Linked DNA regions of Sus scrofa: region 1 is linked to region 2. Evidence: chromatin contacts called from public Hi-C data. All regions are on one chromosome and are shown on one strand. The core of a region is the stretch at or near the end of the contact, and the rest is flanking DNA. Distances in the headings are between cores, read along the strand shown. Region 1 holds the start of SIL1 (nucleotide exchange factor SIL1). Region 2 overlaps CTNNA1 (catenin alpha-1).

What was found. A called contact is a pair of places that touch in the nucleus more often than the background predicts.
Region 1: a Hi-C map of embryonic fibroblasts shows a contact between it and region 2, with 1.8 times the contacts expected there. The contact joins the promoter of SIL1 here to the enhancer-like site in region 2. A contact is called at or near these places in 1 of 5 promoter capture datasets (fetal skeletal muscle), 2 of 47 Hi-C or Micro-C datasets (embryonic fibroblasts and retroperitoneal adipose tissue) and 1 of 2 datasets of contacts at active chromatin or transcription factors (skeletal muscle).

What each region holds. Positions count from the first base shown.
Region 1 is chr2:141,116,606-141,121,359 of Sscrofa11.1, forward strand. SIL1 (nucleotide exchange factor SIL1) reads right to left here and starts at 1,596. Exons shown (of 10, transcript XM_021084842.1): 1 at 1,370-1,596.
Region 2 is chr2:140,869,549-140,874,501 of Sscrofa11.1, forward strand. CTNNA1 (catenin alpha-1) reads left to right here. Exons shown (of 18, transcript XM_003123988.6): 18 at 1-280. Among named protein-coding and RNA genes, the nearest start is that of LRRTM2, 62 kb to the left of the region's middle. Within about 2 kb of position 2,868, at least 12 of the 83 cell types and tissues checked have an H3K27ac peak or open chromatin away from gene starts, as enhancers often do. A contact at or near this core is called in embryonic fibroblasts, where this site is marked.

The sequences.
Region 1 (4,754 bases), core at 346-2,845, 250 kb after region 2:
ATCAGAGGACAAGGCAACCTCATTCCTGGGACCACATCACTACGAACATATTCCCCATTCCCAGTATCTGTAAAATGGGCACAATAGCTCTTTTCTGTTGCCAATTTCATCAGAACAACACATGTATTAATTAGCAGATTAATCTTCTAAACACCCAAAGGAAAAGTTAAAATAAATCTGATGTGGCAACACTTTTAAAACCAAGAGCCATGTTCTCAGCTGAAACCACAGACCAAGGCCTGATCCATGCTACACAAACATCCATTTTGATGTCCTCACACCCTGGCTCCCATCAAAATCCTATCCAATCTCCAAATCTGGCTATTTGAAAAAATCTCAGAAAAGACTTGCGTGGGGACAGCTAAGAAGACACGAGCTACAAAACACATCTTTCATATTGTCAAAACGAACACTGTCTTTATAAACATCAGTTTCTTCTCCTAAAAAACATGGAAGACGCCTTCTTTTAAAGCCTACCTAGTCTAGGTTTAATCCAACCTCCTCAATCCTCCAGAGAAGTTATTTTAGGCCAGAAAGCCAGAGGGACTTAAATCGAGGCCACGTATTTTAAAATATTTATTAGAAAACTAATCTTACATGAGTCACACTTATTATTTTTTAAGGCAGCCAAAAGTCCTCTAGCTCCCATTGTGCAAAGGAAGCCCCAATGACCTCACACATGTTGGGCATTTCCTGACTCCTTGTCTTTTCCACCTACAGCCCCTAAATTGGGGCACAAATTTCAACTGATTTTCGCTTGCCTTTTGAAGCAGATAATTTCAAGGCGAGGAAAGAGGACCTGAATCGGAACCCCCTGGGGCGGAGTGTAGGCGCCAACCCCGGTTTATACAAAACTCCTGTGCGTAAAACCCAGGAATAGGCCCAACCGCCTAGGTGATTTGAAACACACCAAAGTCTGTAACCCCTACGGTAAAGGGAAGTATTTCGTCTACCAAGGCAAAGGAAAACTCAAGACAAGAGTGGAAATACGACGCGAGGTAGGACGCAATTCCATATGGTAAAGAGACACCAGAATGGCAACACTGGAGCTGGTGGACAGATGCAGAAACTGAGGCCCAAAGAAAGGAACTAAAAGAGATGAGGACCCCACAGTCAGGTTCGGACCCCCGCGGCTTCCTCTCCTGGCCTTGAAGCAGGATCACTGCAGGCGTTCTGAGTGGGAGAGGTAGGGAAAGCGGCCCTCGGGCTGAGAAGCCAGGTCTGCCACCACTACTGAGGAGGCCGGAGCCCACTTGTACTTCCCGCTCGGGAGACACCACGTGTGAGGGGTGGGAGCCCCGGAACAGCACTGGCAGCGCGCTGGGCACCCAGCCGCGGCCCAGGGCCGGGCGGCCCTCACCGCCCCTACCTGCGGCTCCCCGCCCGGCAGCCGAGGGGCAGACACAAACCCCACAATTCCAGGCGGCCGCAGCGGCAACCAGCTCCCCGTGCGCAGACGCGGCGGCCACGGTCAGAACTTGCGCGCGCCCGGCTATTACGTCACTGGCTTCCTCGCCCAATTGTCTTCTTCCAGAACCGCGGCAGCCCCACTCCTCTTCCGGCACTCGAGGTGCTGAGCCCGGCTCCTCTCCGGCTTGTTAAGTCCCGCCCCCTAGCGTCTACATGAGCAAACCTCCTGAAACTTATTCGGCCCAGTATCCTTCCGCCGGTGTGAGAGACATCTAAAACAGGTACCCGCAGGCCTGGATTTGCTTCCAAGGTAGAACAGAGTGGAACTTTGAAGTTTCATCTCTGATTTCCCAACAGCTTAACTTTTTTCTAGCGGAAAGATCATCAGAAAGAAACCAGAGGTGGTAGGAAATAAAAATAGATCAAACTGGTATGACTCAGTTGGGATAAAGCTGAGTCTCAAGCAATAAATAGTCCTTAGAAAATTCATGCAGAATAGGCCACCTGCAAGTCACCTACTTTATATACTTATGTATTGTGCGAATTGACAAGGACCAATTATTTTAAAAATAAAAGTCACCTGCAGCTCTAATTCAGCTCAAAGCACTGAGTAGCTTATTTATACATGCCAGGTGTTGCAAATACATTATATTTCCTTCTCATGACGCTTTAAGATCAGAACTGTTATCCCCTTTTTATAGATGGGGAAGCTGAGATTCAATAAGTTGAAGGACTTAAGTGAAGTTTGTACAGTCCAAAAGCGGTAGAACTGGGAATTTATGCCAGATTTGGGTGCCTGCAAAAGTCCTGTTCTCTGATCCTGTTAGACCTTCCCCTTGCCTAGGCGCTTAACCTGGCAGGAAAAATGGGGTGCTCAGTCAGAGTCCAGACCCAGTGATTGCAGGTCCTTCAGAAGTGGAGAAAAGGGGGAGTTCCCATTGTGGCTCAGAGGATTAAGGACCCCAACAGTGACATGTCTGTGATGATGCAGGTTCAATCCCTGGCCTTACTCAGTGGTTAAGGATCTGGCATTGCTGCAAGCTGCAGTATAGACCTCAGCTACCGCTGGGATTGATGTTGCCATGACTGTGGCATAGGCCTCAGCTGCAGCTCGGGTTTGACCCCTAGCCTGGGAACTTCCATATGCTGCAGGTGAGGCCATAAAAAGGAAAAGAAAAAAGTGGAAAAAAGGATAATTTAAACAAGAGCAAACAAAAAACCTATGTTTGGTATTCCTTTCCCTTTCCACGTATTATGTGAGCTTCCAGCAGTTAATCTACCTTTTTTATTGCGTTTACTTCAAGCAGGTGGGAGCTTGGCTTTGCAACCATGAACGAAGTTTGGTTAGTAGCCTGGGAAGGGAGAACAAGCCCCTGGGTAACAGTTCAGTAGGTAGTGCCAGTTTATTAAAAAGACCTACAAGAGACATTCTTCTGCCACTGGGGAGAAAGGACAGGGAACAGTTCACATTTCCCGTGGAACACCCAGTGGACCAGTGACAGTAGCTGGGCCGAGGAATAATTCTAGATTGGGTCACTGCCTAGCATCATGAGGACAGATGATAAAGCAACAGATATCTATTGCATCAGGGATACGTTGCAAAAGCAACATGTAAATTACAATTCAGAGTGACACAAATTATAAAGATACTAATCGGAGTTCCTGTGGTACAGTGGGTTAAGAATCCAAATACAGGAGTTCCCATCATGGCTCAGTGGTAATGAACCTGACTAGGATCCATGAAGATGCAGGTTTAATCCGGCCTTGCTCAGTGGTTTAAGGATCCGTGTTGCCATGTGGTGTAGGCCACCAGCTGTAGCTCTGATTCAGTCCCTTGCCTGGGAACTTCCAAATGCCATGAGTGCAGCCCTAAAAAGCAAAACAAACAAACCAAAAAAAACAACCCAACTGCAACTGCAGCGGCCCAGGTCACTGTGGAGGCATAGGTTTGATTCCTCGCCTGGAGCAGTGGGTTAAAGGATCTGGCATTGCTGCAGCTGCAGCTTAGGTCACAACTGCGCCTCAAACTCAGTCCCTGGCCTGGGAACTTCCATGTGCCATGCACGCAGCCATAAAAAAAAATTTTTTTTTAAGATGTTAATAAAGTGCTACAAAAATAAGATGTTTAAAATAGAATAAGCTCAAATCTTAGAATTAATAAATAAATGCATGAGCCAAGAGAAGAGTCCAACTGGACACAGCTGGCAGCACTCACTGGAGCCTGACTTCCTTCTTGGGACAGATCTAATCAGCTCAAGTGGGTAGGGAAGAGAAATTTTGTGCCCCTCGATCCTCGAAAACTTAAAGGCGCTACTGAGAACCCTACATTCCCAGGGGAGCCAGCCCTGAGCTCAAGTCTACTGAGCTGCTAAAAATCAGTGTGTGTGGTGAGGCCTAAACAGACTGCCGCTGTTCTCACGGCCCTTAAACAAAGTGGATCACTGTGAAAGTGGAGAGTTTGAAATCCAGGGATCAGATTGAGTGATGGGATCACAGTGGTCTCTTCTCTTTGTTTCCCTGTATTACTCTTGGAATTGAGCAGAAATAAGTTTTAAATTTCCTTTTAAAGGAGTTCCCGTTGTGGCGCAGTGGTTAATGAATCCGACTAGGAACCATGAGGTTGCGGGTTCGATCCCTGGCCTTGCTCAGTGGGTTAAGGATCCGGCATTGCCATGAGCTGTAGTGTAGGTTGCAAACGCGGTTCGGATCCCGAGTTGCTGCGGCTCTGGCGTAGGCCGGCAGCTACGGCTCCGATTAGACCCCTAGCCTGGGAACCTCCATATGCCGAGAGAGCAGCCGTAGAAAACGCAAAAAGACCAAAAAAAAAAAAAAATTTTCCTTTTAGGAGTTCCCATCATGGCGCAGTGGTTAACAAATCCGACTAGGAACCATGAGGTTGCGGGTTCGGTCCCTGCCCTTGCTCAGTGGGTTAATGATCCGGCGTTGCCGTGAGCTGTGGTGTAGGTTGCAGACGTGGCTCGGATCCCACGTTGCTGTGGCTCTGGCGTAGGCCAGTGGCTACAGCTCCGATTCAACCCCTAGCCTGGGAACCTCCATATGCCGCGGGAGCAGCCCAAGAAACAGCAGCAACAACAACAACAAAAAAGACAAAAAGACAAAAAAAAAAAAAATTTTCCTTTTAAATAAAGAAACAGCCGAAAAGCCTTCTCTCCCTCGCGGTTCTGCTGGAAAGCTTCCAAGTTCCCTCTTCCACTCCCTAAAGCAGCAAACCCTTGCAAAGGGAAAGTGTCTGAGGAAGCACCTTCAACCCATCCACCATCAATCCAAGGAAACCACAGCACCCACCCCCAGAGCCCTGGCTAGGCAGGGATTTCTATGATAAT
Region 2 (4,953 bases), core at 1,618-4,117:
TGCGATGCCATGATCAGAACACGCTTTCCCCCCCTTCTTCAGCTTCCAGTGCAAATTCCTCCTTGGGCTCACTTCTAATAATTGCAGAGTTTCTTGCCTTGGGCTTGCGGCAGAGGCCTGGCAAACGCGTGTTTGCTTGGGCAGTAACATAGACTCGGCTTCTTTGTGATCACCGTAGCGATTGCTCTAGCTATAGGGTATAATTCGACTGCCTTATTTAAATTTTATGAATTTGTTTTTTACACTAACTTTTCCCAATAAAGTCCACTATGAAACCAGATCTAAAGGGACAGAGTCCTTTTCTTTGCCTTCTAGTAGAATCGAGTTTTACATTCAGCATCTGTGCATTTGCTCACAGCACCGGGGGTGAGGGGCCCTCCGGCCGCCCCTCTTTCCCCGGCCTTGTTGCCGGGCGAGGAGCCTCTGCCCGTAGCTCCAGGCAGAGCAGCTGAGGGCTGCTTGGCCTTAGAGCTTCCGCGCCAGCCCAGCAGGGAGGGCTGTGCTCACTGCAGGAATTCACACGTCCGTGTCCTTGTCCTCCCGGTGCAGGTCGCAGCCTCAGAGGCATCACTGACGTCTCTCTGGATGTCACCCCCTCCTCCGAATCATCCCTATCAGCTGCCAACCGCAGCAGGATAATGGCTGAGAAATGCGAAACCGCCACAACCCACGTCCCTTTCTAGCCAACATCCCACCTGAAGCAGAGCTCCCCTCGGAGCTCCTGGAGGCTGTGGCTCCTCTGCTCCACGTCCCCCTGCCCTTCGGTCAGCTCTCTGCCCGGCCGTGGGCTCCCGTCCACACTGCGCGCTGGGCTCGCCTCCGTCCCGCTGTCCTCACTGCACCAGGGTCCGGGAGACACGCCCGCCTCCTGAGCGCTCCCGCCCAGCACCCCGAGCCCCCGCTCCGGTGTCCCGCCGCCCTCCCCGGGCGCTCCTTCCCCTCTTCCCGGGCGAGCTGCCCCAGGACCCGGTCCCTGGGCCTCTTATCTGGTTCTGCTCCCTCCTGGGTCCGAGTCAGCATCCGAGGGCGGGCTTCGCCAGAACTGCCCTTGGCTAAATGCCTGCCTCCTGCCTGCCACCTGGGTGATGTCCCACGATCTCAAACGGGAGCTGCACGGGGTCTTCCTTTAAAACGAAGCCCGGGTCCACCTCCTCCCCGGCTCCGGCTGCCATCATGTGGTCGAAGCCCCGCGTCCCTCTCTCGGTTCCTATCACCGTGTAACCAGCTGTGCTAAAGCTTAGCAGCTGCGATAACAAACGCCACCTCACCCATGCCGAAGCCCAGGGATCCCAGAGCTGCCGAGTGGGAGGTTCTGCCTCAGGGCCTCCCAGGCTGGGTCGCTGAAGGCTTGAGGAGCTGGAGAGCCGCTTCCGGGCTCCTCCACGCGGCCGCTGGTAGCAGGCCTGGGATTGGGCCTCTTCCCGAGGAGCCGCTCGGCGGGCCGCTGGCTCCCCGCGGAGTGCCTGGGCCAGGAGAACAGCAACCAGATGGAAGCTAGGTTTTTAAAAACCTCCTCTTGAAAGTGCTCTGCCGTCCATCCTCTCGGTGTTCTGTTGGTGACGGGGGCCGACAAGGGTCCGCGGTGGCAGAGGACACCGCCCTTGGCAGGAGGCGGCTCCCACGGTCATTCGTACGTGGACCATTGCAGGAACCTCCCTGCTGCCAGACGTCTGTGCTCATCCTGTTCCTCACGGAAGCCACAAACCCCCGAAAACAACACGAGTCACTGTCATTCGCTCAGACCTTCCAGTGGCTTCCTTGTCCCTTGGTAAAAGCCAAGTAAATATGGCATCTTGCTGTCTCTGGCCTTTCTTCCCACGGCTCTTTGTCATTCACCCTTTGCACTTGGGGTTCCACTTTCCCCAGGACCCCTGTTACGTCTCAGGACAGGGATCTTGTCAAGAGGCCCCTCATCAGAAAGACCACCTTGGGATTTCCCGTTGTGGCTGAGCAGTAGTGAATCCGTGAGAACGCAGGTTCCATCCCTGGCCTCGCTCAGTGGGTTAAGGAGCTGGCATTGCTATGGTGTAGGTACCAGACACAGCTTGGATGAGAAAGTGACAGTAGTACTGAGGCAGTAGGGATTGAACAAAAACAGTACATTGGGAGTTCCCACTGTGGCTCAGTGGTAACAGACCCGACTAGGATCCATGAGGACAAGGGTTCCATCCCTGGCCCCACTCAGTGGGTTAAGGATCCGGCGTTGCTGTGAGCTGTGGTGTGGGTTGCCGACGCGGCTCAGCTCTGGCGTTGCTATGGCTGTGGCATATGCCTGCAATTGCAGCTCCAATTCAACCCCTAGCCTGGGAACCTCCATATGCCGCGGGTGCAGCCCTAAAAAGACAAAAAAAAACAAAAGACCACCTCTGATAAATACTTACATGCCCTGGTTCATAGCTTTGAACGATTTACACATCCATTTGTTTCTGTTGCAAGCTTCACAGGGATGAGAGTCCTTGAAATCGCAAGCTCTCCAAGGCCCAGGACACGGTGCCTGGCTGTCCCAGGGCCCCTCATGGGACCAGGCCCATAGCTACAGGCCTCCCTTTCCTTGGCCCCTCCTGGTGACTCAGGGTCTGTGCTGCCACTTGGCACATCCACATGGCTTTTGCTGCTATCAGTTTCTCACAGTCCAAAGCTCTCTTCCAGGCTTCGGATCCACGTCTCTCCCCAGCTGCTTCACCCATCTGCTGATGTCCTGCAGTCCTGCACCCCGGTGCCAGGTCCCCATCCGGTCCAGCTCCCGCTCAGCCCATCCACTTCTCTTAGCGGAGGCCAGCCCCGCTGCTCCCCTGGACTGCCCTCCTCCCTCCGCCTCCAGCATCCACTCTCCACCCAACGCAAAGGAAGCTTCCAAAAACGTTTCTCAAGAGCAGAGCCTTTGTCTACAGCCCTGTCTGGGGCTCCCCAGCGCCTGCCTCTGTGACCCTGCCCTCTGCACCCACGCTGCCCCCTGGTGGCAGTTCCTGGGATGACCTGTGCTCGCCCTGAGAGTCCATCACTTATACGTTCTGGTCATCACGTTGCCAGCCCAACCTTCATACCATTAGTTACTTAAAAATACTAACATTTTTTTAAAGCTTCGCCTCCTCTTCAACAACACCTATGAAATCATGTTTGCTATTTTTTCTACTATATATTCAAATAACAATTTTAGTAAATGTTGGTTCAAGTATTACCTATAATCATCCCTGGTACCTCCGGGGAAACACTGACCCCGGGCTCAGCTCAGGCTGCCGGGCCCCGGCGCGTGGTGTCACAGCGCGGCCCTCACGGGACTGTCCCACGTTCCTCTGGAAAGAGCTTGGTCTTGGGTCACCCTATCGCCCAGCAGCGGGTCTGACACAGGCGGAAGAAATAGCTGTTGAACCCCGGGAATGATCCATGGCTTCAAACCAGTCTACCAGCAGATACCGGAAGGCGGAAAGCAGGACACCGAGGAGCCACCAGAAGCCTTGCCCAGACGTCGCGAGGCGCTCCTCCGCCCGCAGCAGGATCTGAAGCGGGGCGGCCTGGGCTGAGCCAGAAGGAGACCTGCCTCGCCTGTCCTTGGGGATTTTCTCCGGCCCCTTGGCCTCCGCTAAGAGTCTCCCGTCAGCATCCTGAGGCTTTTTGCTTCTCAGTCCGGGCAGCCACGACCCTTGGCGGCACCTCCTCGGTGGCCTCGGGCCTGGCTGCCCCTCACACCTGCTCTGGCCACGACCCACCCTCAAGGTGGGCACAGCCCAGCTGCCCACCCCGTGCCCTGCGAAGGGCCCTGCAGCGCCTCCCGCAGCCCCTTCCGAAGGCCCCACCTCCCCTCTGCAGCCTCGCTCAGGCTCAGCGTCCCCTCCCGCAGGCCAGGGCCCCGGCAGGCGCTTCCCTGCGTCTCTCCGTCTCACCTGCACAACCTGGGAGGCGGCGGCGCTCTTCCTGCCCCTCAGCTTTACAGCCGAGGGGACGGGCTCGGCGTGGAGCCCCCTCGGCCCGCAAGCCACCGGGCCCTCCTCCCAGCCTCGAGGTCCAGTCCCTTTAAAGGCCCCAGGTCCCCACCATCCCCTCCGCTCCCTCGGGCCCCCAGGACCTGTCGGGGCAGGGATCCTCCTCCTGCCCCCAAGGGCTCCCCCTCAATTCTGCCCTGTCTTCTGCCCCCCCCCCCCCCCCCGGCATCATTCCCATCAGCACACAAAACGTGTTCATAGCTCCTGGGGTTTAACAAAGAGATGCGCCCTCCCCTTATTCCAAGCTCCTCGGGTGAGGGTTTGGACCCTGTCTGCACCGCCCCCTGAAACTCATCCAGTCCTCCTTGTAGCCAAGGCTGCAGCGGCCACTCCCGCCCTCCCTGTCACATGTCCCACCTGCACACTCTCGTACCAGCTCTTTCTCTTGCCTCCTCATGTTGAGCTGGTCCAGGCCTCTGGCCTTGCTCCTCTTCTCCGCCTCGTCTCTGATGATTCCTGAGCCAGATAATGAGCAACAAGCAGCTGGAGGTGGGGGGCCGGGGGGGGGTATTGCATATATAAACATCTATTTTGTTATACATTTTACTCCTGTAGAGTAATTGTAGCGCACATTTCGTAAATAGCAAAATATGCAGAGGAGTCCTCGTTGTGGCTCAGTGGTAACGAACCACTGAGGATGCAGTTCGATCCCTGGCCTCGCTCAGTGGGTTAAGGATCCCGCATTGCCATGAGCTATGGTGTAGTTTGTAGATACAGCCCTGATCTGGCCTGTCTGTGGCTATGGTGCAGGCCAGTGGCTGTAGCTCTGATTTGACCCTTAGCCTGGGAACCTCCATATGCCACCGGGGTGGCCCTAAAATGAAAAAAAGAAAAAAAAAGAAAACAAAAACAAAAAAAAAAGCAGTATTCTTTACTCTAAATTCCACATAGCTTAAATTCCACTGAAGGTTTTCATTGATTTTTTTAAATTTTATTATGATTGATTTACAATGTTCTGACCATTTCTGCTGTA